Linked DNA regions of Rattus norvegicus: region 1 is linked to region 2. Evidence: chromatin contacts called from public Hi-C data. All regions are on one chromosome and are shown on one strand. The core of a region is the stretch at or near the end of the contact, and the rest is flanking DNA. Distances in the headings are between cores, read along the strand shown.

What was found. Hi-C and Micro-C count contacts between places; a contact is called where the count stands out from the background.
Region 1: a contact with region 2 is called in a Hi-C map of Schwann cells, with 2.7 times the contacts expected there. The contact joins the promoter of Pinx1 here to the promoter of Mtmr9 in region 2. A contact is called at or near these places in 3 of 12 Hi-C or Micro-C datasets (the A7r5 cell line, Schwann cells and frontal cortex).

The regions. Positions count from the first base shown.
Region 1 is chr15:42,270,989-42,276,017 of GRCr8, forward strand. It overlaps Pinx1 (PIN2/TERF1 interacting, telomerase inhibitor 1), which reads left to right and starts at 2,817. Exons shown (of 7, transcript NM_001083337.2): 1 at 2,817-2,966. The coding sequence starts at 2,948. LOC102553493 (a long non-coding RNA gene) reads right to left here and starts at 2,730. Exons shown (of 3, transcript XR_005494046.2): 1 at 2,591-2,730; 2 at 1-1,609.
Region 2 is chr15:41,964,702-41,969,761 of GRCr8, forward strand. It overlaps Mtmr9 (myotubularin related protein 9), which reads right to left and starts at 2,435. Exons shown (of 10, transcript NM_001005761.1): 1 at 2,013-2,435; 2 at 909-1,017. The coding sequence starts at 2,194.

The DNA.
Region 1 (5,029 bases), core at 1,567-4,066, 310 kb after region 2:
TATAAAATACATATTAGTCCTATAAAGGGGCAAATTTGAAGACATATGTACTAGAAAATTCACAGGGATTCCCTCTGGTACAGTTTTCTAAAATTCTTCTTCACTGGTGGCAATTTTTGACTTACAGCATTTTCAGATGTTTAGAGAGGGGCTGGGTTCTGAAACAGATGTGAGAGGTCTGTACTGGTGTCCCTAACTAAAATTCACCCTCAAAAACATCTGCATCCAAGGAAATGGCAGGGGATACTTTCCTCAGTTATTGCTCTTTGGAAATATGGGTCTGGAATTTAAGACTGTTACTCTGTGTCAGTGTGTAATTTTGCCTGTCTTAGTCCATTTGAGCTGTTGTAACAAAATACTTAAAGTGGCTTAAAATAACAGAAAATTATCCTTTAAAGTCCTAAAGGCTAAGTCCAAGGTCGAATGGCTGCCAGATTTTGTTTCTATGATTCCTGGTTCCCAAAGACTGTCATGTTGCATTCCCAGAGCATGTGAGAGAGAAGGACATCTGGATTCTCTCTCTGAAAAGCACCAATCCCATCCTGAGGCTCCTCTTTCATGATCATGCACAGCCCCTCCCCCTTAAAGGCACCACCTCCTCATGCAATCTCCTTGGGGGTGAAGGTTTCAGCACAGGGGTCAATCTCATTATAGTGGGTCTGAGCTTCCTTGTCCCTGCCAGTTGAAGTTGTGGGAGGGACTACTGCCAGCAATTTCTGCAGCTACCAAGGTGAACTGCTGCCACACACCCCACCCCTAGGAGGTTACTGAGCTCTTGTCAGCACCTGGTCGTTTTGTGTAATGAAGAAGCATACTTTTCTGATGACAAGACAAGCAGTGATTGAGCCATTCTTTCCCTTTTCTGTCCTCCCTCTCCCTTCATCCATCTTTCTTTTTCTGTTTTGAACTGTGACCTCTGATGTTTCAAAAAAAGCCACCTCGATTCGGGAGTTCCGCTCAGCACAGTCTTTCTTCCTGGGAACAGCACACCCGGGCTAGTTACAGGAAAGAATAAGGCAACCCCTTGCTCAGTCAAGTTCAGGCTACACATGGATGAGTTCCGAGCTCCATTAGCCAATATTAATAATGACAGAGGAATGACAACGTAAGGCACAAATGAATCATGTTAACCTGCTCTCTTCCTGGAGAATCAATCAGGATTTAGCAGAGAGCAGGAGTTTCACTCTCACAGCAACAGAATATTTTTACATAATGCATGCTAAACTTTCTCACAGACTGTCTCAGGAACTATTCCTGTTACTTCTTACCTCTACAATGATTAATTAAATTATTAGCTTACTTTTTTTTAATTACCAAGAATAGTTTCTGCTCTAGCCAAAGCCAGAATAGAAAGGAGTTCCCTACATGCCCTAATAAACTTGCTTCAGACTCCAGGGCTGCATGGCTTCCATACTTTCTTTTCTGTCCTCTCCATACTTGCTCCTCCAACTCTTCTCAAACTGCAGTTAATGGACAGTAGAAGTTTACAATGCTCCCCAAAGACGTCTTCAGACAAATGACAAAGACTTTCAAAGGTAGCTGATGCTGTGATCCAAGAACACTCGCTGGGAATGCTCTCATTGGTCACTCCTCCTTGTCCTGTAAAGAACTTTTAGAGGAGTGAGGTCAAAGCTGGTATCCTCACTGAATGTGAGAAAATGCTCCTGTGTGCCCTTCTGGCTGCTGTACCTGGCCTTAGTGATCCAGATTAGGAAACGTGGCCCAGGGAAACGGAAATCTGGAAAGGATTTGGGGCAAAGCTCAGATGTCCTAAGCGGGTGATTTGGTCAGACTCAGCCTCATCACCACACAGTCACATTACTGCCTCTTCTTTCTTGTTAATAATTCGTGGTCAAGCACACAATCATTCTTGGCTGGGTGCTCTCATCTTACAGGTAGGTAAGTGACAGTCATGCCTGATTCTCAGGTCTGTCCACTCCCAACCCCGAGCTCTTCCTCCAACACAGCCATATTTTACCAGCACACCGCATCCTAGAAGGGTTGCACTGACTGCCATGGGGGTCTACATGGAATCTTGTTGGGTCTGGTGAAAAGTGGATGTTACCTTCCATAAAAAGACAAAACGAGGAAGAAGAGCCTCTGGAAGGTCAGGGCACTGGCCAGTGCTGAAGGCACAGCTACAACAAAGATTTGAGGAAAGCTAAGGTCTAGATTGGAAGCCAAAGCCTTGACAAAGAAAGGGACGTTGAAGGAAGAGGCTGGGGCCGGGGGTTGGGGGGAGGCAAGTAAACAGCTTGGGAAATTGCTGAGGTCACACAAATGGAGGAGAAAGGTCAGCAAAAAGAGGGCAACAGAATGTGTCAGGATGCATTCAGCAAATGCCAGGTATAGCATGTTGAGCGATGGAATTGGGAAAGGCCTTTGGGATTTAAGTCTGTCACAGCGAACACCACGGAAGAGTTAACATTTCTCGACCGTTAAGAACAAAAATCTGGTGTTTCGTTTGACTTTGACAGCTACGTGGCTGTTTCTGCCTTCTCTCCCTCCCTCCCTCCCTCCTCTCTCAGCATCCCCAATGAGAAGAGGTAGAGTGTGAGGAAAGTGGGCCCCCGCTCCACAGTGCCAATACCTTCTTCTTTGGCCATCTCGCCAGCTCTTTGAAGGTACCTATGGTTCACAGAACCCCGAACAACTTTAAGGTTGCTTGCATATCCGCTTTCTGCGTTAAACTGCGAACTGCTTGAGTCCAACGAGAGCTCTGCCCCAGCCCTAGAATGAATTTGTGTACCAGTCCCGCAAGGTGGGTCGGCCCCTCGGCTTTACGTAGTCCGTGGCGAGTCGCGCTTGGTGACGTCAGTAGTATGCGCCCCAGTGAAACTCTTGGACCCGGCGTGCTCTGTGAGCCGGCTTCTTCCCTAACTGCACTTCAGGCTCCTCATAACCGCTGGGCGCCAGACCAGAGGCAGCGCTCGACAGACTTGCGACAATGTCGATGCTAGCGGAGCGTGAGTGTCCGCCAAGCTGGACGACCGGGTGAAGGGGTGATGGGAGTGCGGGTATCCGGGCCCGACTGGGGACAGCAGTGACTGCCGGGCCCGCGAGGGACAGATCATCTATGTCCCGCAGACTCGCTTCTTGGAACTAAAAGCTTGGGCCGTGCGCGCACGCGTGGCGTTCCGACATTCAGGACACCGGGTCTCAGACTGTTGTCCCTTGCGCTGGGCATCGTGGCCAGCTGGAGGAATCTTTCACTTCTCGGGCTCAAAACAGCATCCTGGGGTTCCACAAAGACAGGTCCCATAGCATCACTTCAGGCCACGAATCCCAACTGTCCAAAATGTATTAGACCCAGAGAAGAAAAACAGAAGGATTACAGGTGTCAGGCAGTGATAAATCTCTGGCGGGAGTGCAGGCTGATGAATGGTTCTAAGCGAGAGAGAGAGAGAGAGAGAGAGAGAGAGAGAGAGAGAGAGAGAGAGAGAGAGAGAGAGAGGGAGGGAGGGAGGGAGGGAGGGAGGGAGGGAGGGAGGGAGGGAGGGAGGGAGGGAGACAGAGACAGAGACAGAGAGAGAGAGAGAGAGAGTGAGAGAGAGAACGAAAACGAAGTGCACTCTGAAGTGCACTAATTCCCTCCCCAGAAGCTACTTTACTTCTAAAAGAGACGACATGTAGCTATGGATTCTTGCCACCAGTTGGCAGTCGTGTGATGATCACCAAAAGCTGGCTTTTAACTTTTCCTGGAAGTTGTGTAGCTATCAAAGAACATAAACAAATTATTTCCTTTTTAAAAGATAATTGTGTCATTTTAGAACAAAGTATGTTTTAGTGGAGCACACTGCACATCCTGCAGGCAGCTCAATAGGTTATAGACTGAAAACTGCCCTTTCTAGGTAGATCCCTCTTCCTGGCAGTTCACCTGGTCTCTACTTCCATGAAAATGAACTAGTCTCCGCCTCAGCCAGGCTTAAAAATCTTAGTGAGGTGATTGCATGAACACAGTTTGGAATGTCAATGGTAGACAGGGCTGAACAAGTGACCTGGCAGCCAGTTCCTTACCCAGCATGGCAGTGCATCTTGTGTAAGTATGTGGCAGAGATGCATTTCTTAGGGGAAAGGTGGGCTCCTTACAAACCTTGCTCACCAACCCTTGGCAGGCATTCTCCAGACATGGGTCTGACACACACTTGTAGAACACTGGTTAATATGGCTCTCTTTGCTGTGTGCATGAGCAAGACAGTGTTGTGCTGAGTATATACCAGGTTGTTGAGCTGGGTGGATTGGCTTTTTCCCCCAGGCATAGCACTGCAAACTTGAGTCCAATTCAGTTTGCTTTGTTTTTGTTTTCCTGCCTGCATGCTTGTAAAGGGTTTTGTGGTTTTGCTGGGGTATGCATGCATAAAGATCCCTATTGATTTTACATTAACACAGTGAGCTCTTTTGACTGGAGGTTGTGTTATTTTTCAGTTTTGAGGCCATTGATGTTAGTGTGCTTAGATGAATGCCAGCGATAAAGTTGAGCTCTTAGGGATCACTTATGTAGGTTCATTTCAGAGAAAGCTTCCTGCGACACCAGGGCAGTTCCCTTATTTCAGCTATTCACTCCTTCCTCCTGTCTTCCTTTACTTCTCTCCTTCCTCACTCCTTCATGTCTCCATGCACTGTTATCAGGTGCCACTATGGACAGAGTGCTTTTTATCTTCCTCCTGAATGAAGTGTAAGGATGAAGGACTGAGTATGACATGTAAGGGGTGTGGAGGGACAGGACTCATGAGGAGGGGTATAAACACCACAGTGCAGTGGGGTGTGAAGTACCACAGATGGTTCCCGAGGCTGAGTGAATCCATTATGGTGTTGAATAAGAAGGGAGGTACCCTCATGATGTCCAGTTGACTCTCCCTAGGTCATAGTGACTTATGTATTGTGAATTAAGAATATAAGTTGGGCTGGAGAGATGGCTCAGCGGTTAAGAGCACCCGACTGCTCTTCCAGAGGTCCTGAGTTCAATTCCCAGCAACCACATGGTGGCTCACAACCATCTGTAAAGAGATCCGATGCCCTCTTCTGGTGT
Region 2 (5,060 bases), core at 1,185-3,684:
ATGAGGCAATTTAAAAGTTGGGGTGTGTACCGAAATAGTTAGAAGGAGGAAAGGGAGTGTGAGGCCTTCATCAGAGCCCTTAAACTATCCAAGCAACGTTCCTATGTGTGGCCATTTGGACCAATGTTTCTATGTTTGACCAATGTCCAAAGCTCTTATACATGCATAAACAGACATGCCTCAGGTGGACTAGTGAAAACAAATGCACACTTGCAGATGTGCTAAAGTCACGGATGACAGCTGTTGGTGACAATCACTTGCTTTAGTCTATTACACAACACTGTGAATACACTTTTGACACAATGGTAAGCTGAGAAACGGTTATGACACTGAACTTTATGTGACATAGCTACTTCTATCACAAAGTCTCAGAATAAAAATGTTGCCATAGAAGGGCCCTCCAATGCAGCAACCACTTGCCAAGTATTATACTAAGCATTCTACATATGCCCACGAATGTAATCGTACAACACCCTAAAAGGCCCGTAAAGTTATTCTCGCTTTATGAGACACTGTGGGCTAACTGTGAGAGGTGAGGTACTTCATTCATGGGCCCGTGCTAACAGGACCCCACTACTACAACAATCACAGTATTAGGAGTACTGCTCAGAGTTCAAGGGTTCCAAAGATACACTAAACTCAGGAAGATCAATCACACCAGCTCACTGTAAAGCCCACTGACTGTAACAAGTCCACCATCTAGCTACATTGTATTTGTTTTAGTGGCTTAGAATTCCACATGGTATGTTCTTTCAAGAAAGCCACTGAAACACAAAAACAGTTCACAAACTGCCTTCATCAAGTATCAAGATTTGCAGAGTAAACGTGATTTTTCTCATGTGTCAAGGGCTGTACAGAATCAGAATATTGCCATTTTCCTATCAGAATTTTGCCTGCAAAATACTTACCTCGATGGAACTGGCTATATTTAAACACTCCTCCATTCCAGGAATATCCAACTGAATTATTCGGAAATCTTTACATTTTATGATAATAGTACCCAGAGAGCCCACAAATCTGTAAGAAATGACAAATCATGAGAATGGTAAGAAAACCAGTGAGGACAGTAGGTGAGAACCAGAACATGGAGAGCCAGGGATTCAGCCTTTATCATGCAGGCATGAGAGACCAGTGAATACACTTATGCCACAAAGAGTAGTAGCCTGCTGCTGGGATGGATGGATGGATGGCTGGCCTGCAACCTCTTCATCCAACACTATGACTTCAGATGGTCCTAAGGCATAATCTCTGTAGAAATCGTAACATCCAAAATATTTAATCAAGCAGTAGACAGTATGTTGTTACACACACTTCATAATGAATTATATAATTTGCCTTCTGCCTAGAGTACACAGGGTTCATAGGGACACCGACAAAGCAGAGAAACTAAGCGCAAATCAAAGTATATGTAACTGTTTGACTCTGAGGCACTCTTTTGCACAGGTAAAGAGTACAGAGTGGGAGGCTGACACCTTAATGATCTTTAAACCTTTAAAGGAGAATAAAATGCGCATATGGAAAAGTAATGCAGTGTACTCAGTTAAGAACTATAGCCAGGCATAGTGGCCCATACACACACAGCTGTAATTCCAGCACTTACTTGGGAGGCTGAGGCTGGAGAGTAGGAAGTTCAAGACTGGCCTGGGCTGAAAAGGGGTGAGCATGCCTATTTAAGAACGGCGGCGCGTTGGGGGCCGGAGGCAGGGGAGAATTAAATTGTATTTAATTACAACTTGGTAAAGTCAGATTGGCAACTAGCAATTCGAAAACTGGCAAGGAACATTCAAGAAATGTGATGAGAGAAATTTTTTTTACGGAGAACACTGAAAATACGACCGCTGCGACTCTGAGACCTTAGCCTGGAGATGCCAGGTAGCCAGTGCAGTTGGCTTTCAAATGTAGGCCACAGGAGGCTCATTTGGCTGGCTGAGCGAGGATGCCAAAAATAAAACACCTGAAAGCGTCTGTTCTGTTCCTGGCTCCTCACGGACCTGGGTGTGGTAGGCGCTCACCGTTTGTCAATGGCGTCGATATTTGAATGGAGGAGCCAGAGCTCCTCAGTGTTGTCCTGCCGGGAAGACAGGATCAGGTGGTGGCCCGTCAGACATAGGGTCCCTTCCACAGCGGGGTAGAAAGGCCGGTGCAGCACCACATTGTCCACCCGCGGGGTCTTAATCAGCTCCGCAAACTCCATGTCTCTAGCGGAGGGAGGCCTACTCCCGCAGACGCAGGGCGGTTAATCCGCAGACCTAGCGCCTCGGCTGGGCGGGTCCGGGAGGTCGAGCCCCGCCCCTATTGGGCGGGTGCGTTAAGGCCTGAGGGCACCGCCCTGGTCACTTCCCCGAGTCTCTTCGGCACCACTGGCCTGCACTCGGCGCAGAGAAGGCTTCACGCCAGGCCTTGCACTTTCTGCTGCCACCGGCCCCTGACCGGCGGGCTGCGGAGGAGACGGACCTGGTGTCGGGGTAGCATCCGAGCTCGAGCAGCTAGGGACTTCTGGCGGAAGTAGCTACTGGACGCTGCACCCGGCAGTAACTCCGTGCAGAATTAGAGGCACTCAAGACTCGGAAGACTTAGAAGCCGGACCGGAAGTTGGTCCTTTGTTAGATCCGGTGGAACACAGCCAGAAACAATGACTTTATGTTCCTACAACGGAGCGGGGGAAAAAAGAACTCTCATCATCTACGGGCGCAATCCTTGCCCTTCAAATACTCCTCATCGGAAAAGGCAGGACAAAAAGATGTCACTGACCTGCGGGGATCCGCTTGAGTGGTGTCCCTCAAGAGCTCTTCTGGGCGTTTGCTATAATTGGTGGTTATTATCAGGGATTGGTTACGAAGAGATGTCAAATGTAGGATCGAAGTAGTGGTTGTGATCGAGAAATAGCCTTCTAGTGTCTGGAAGGGACACGGGGCTCTATTCCTTAGACCCTTTGAGAACGCCATGATTTTAACCAAGAACAGCGTATTCTAAAAGGATGCAAAGAGAAACTTTTTAATCCTCGCCCTGTGAAGGACTCTAGTAACTGCAGAAACAGCTCAGTTAATCTGTAGCAAAGCCGGAAATCAAAGACCTTGCTAAGTATATTGGTCACGACTTCATAGCATCCCGGCTAAGTACAGTCTAGCTGAACTGCTCAAGGACAGTGCAATGACAGACTTTTGCTGTTGTAATTTCCCCCTTCTCGCTTTCCGTCTTTCTGCTTTATCCCAGAATAAGAATTATGTTTGAGTCCTGGCCTGCTCTTACTTTGTTAGCCGTGAAAATTCTCACCATGCAGTATCTAAGAACAGCGAGGTAGCTGACTTTCGAGTGTGCAAAGTGAAGCTGGTCAGACTGCACAGTGTTTGCCCTTGATTGTGTTCTGGTCTCTCCTAAAAATTTTCCCTTCTTAAATCACTCCTGCAATTCCAATTTATGTGCAAAAGAAAAACAACTAGCAACGAATGCTAAGGGAATGAGGCAAAGTAATGTGAAGGTATTTTCCAGACTGGATTTGTTCATTTTCTTCCTCATCTGACACATTATTTTAATTACAAATTGTGGAATCTAGAATTTACTTCTAATCTGAAAAATAATGGAAAATTTTTACAGAGAAAACATGAAAGTAAAACCTTGAAGATTAAGGTTCCCTGAATGGAAGATGTCCAAGGAAGAACTTAATGTCCAATTTAGTATATGTTAGAAGACAGAAATTCCCCAGAGATTCTATGGTCCTTCTGGTTTTCTTAAAAATAAATTATGAAACGTTATTATCATTCAGTTTTAAAAATATTTCATGTTCTATCATAAATTTGGGGTTTCTTTCTTTTTGCCAAGAGAAAAAAAAGATTCTGAGATGCATCTTCTGCGATGCTATAATGAAATGCCAGAAACTATTAGAAAATTGTATCGACTGTGATTTGAAGTTCAAAGCATAGAAAGTTCACCATCGCTGAGAAAACCAAACTTCAGTAGTTAGGAATAAAGCACGAGTGAACAGCAAGGAGCAGTTCCCCATGTAAGCAGTAGATGGCAGTAGAATTCAATGGCATATGCTTCTATTAAAGGGATATGCTATTAAAACAGTCCAATGATGTAGTGAAATATTAACTGTCCAAACAGTCAAGAAATAAGGGTTTCAGGGGTTCTGATAAGCCAAGAAGATAATGTAATTTATAATGTATACAAAGATTTACTCAAGGACTATAAAGATAGCTCAATGGGTGGCTTTGCATTCTATTGTGAAGGGACACCATGGCCACTGTAACTCTCATAAAGGGAAGCATTTAATTGGGGGTCACTTGCAGTTTCAGTGGTTTAGTCCATTTTCAGTAGCAGAACATAACAGCAAGCAATCAGACATAGTGTTGGAAAAGGAGCTGAGAGTTCTACATCTAGATCTGCAGGCAGCAAGAAGAGGTCCACTGGCTTGAGCATTTGAAAGCCCAAGTCCCATCCCCAGTGACACACTTCCTACAACAAGGCCGCACCTCCTAATCCTTTCAAATAGTGCTACTCCTTAAGCATTCAAATATTTGAACCTATGGGGCCATTCTTATTCCTACCACCACAGTGGGTAAGGAGCAAGTATAGAGACCTAAGGTTGAATCCTCAGAAAAAGAAACCTGGGTCTAAAACCCCAGTTTTGGAGTCGGGGGACAGAGACAAGAGAGTTCACAGGCCAACCACTGTTGCAGAGACAGCATCCTCTGGACCAATCAGTGAGAGAAAATGACTCAAAAATAAAGTTGAGGGGACTCAAGAAATGCACCTGGTGTTGACCTCCAAAGTCCACAGCTCCCCACACTCCCACACACACACATAGAACACACACCATAAAGTTGAATTAAAATATTAAGGAGCACTGGGAGATGCCTCAGAGATCGAAAGTAGCCACTGCTTTTCCTGAGGACTCAGGTTCACACTTTCCAGCACCCACATGGAAACTCAAAACCATCTTTGAGTCCAGATGCAGGGAATCCAGTGCCCTCTTCTGGCCTCTAAAGGCATCAGGCAAGCACAAAGTATACTACACACACTTGGGTAAAACACTCACATAAAGTGAATATTTTTTTAAA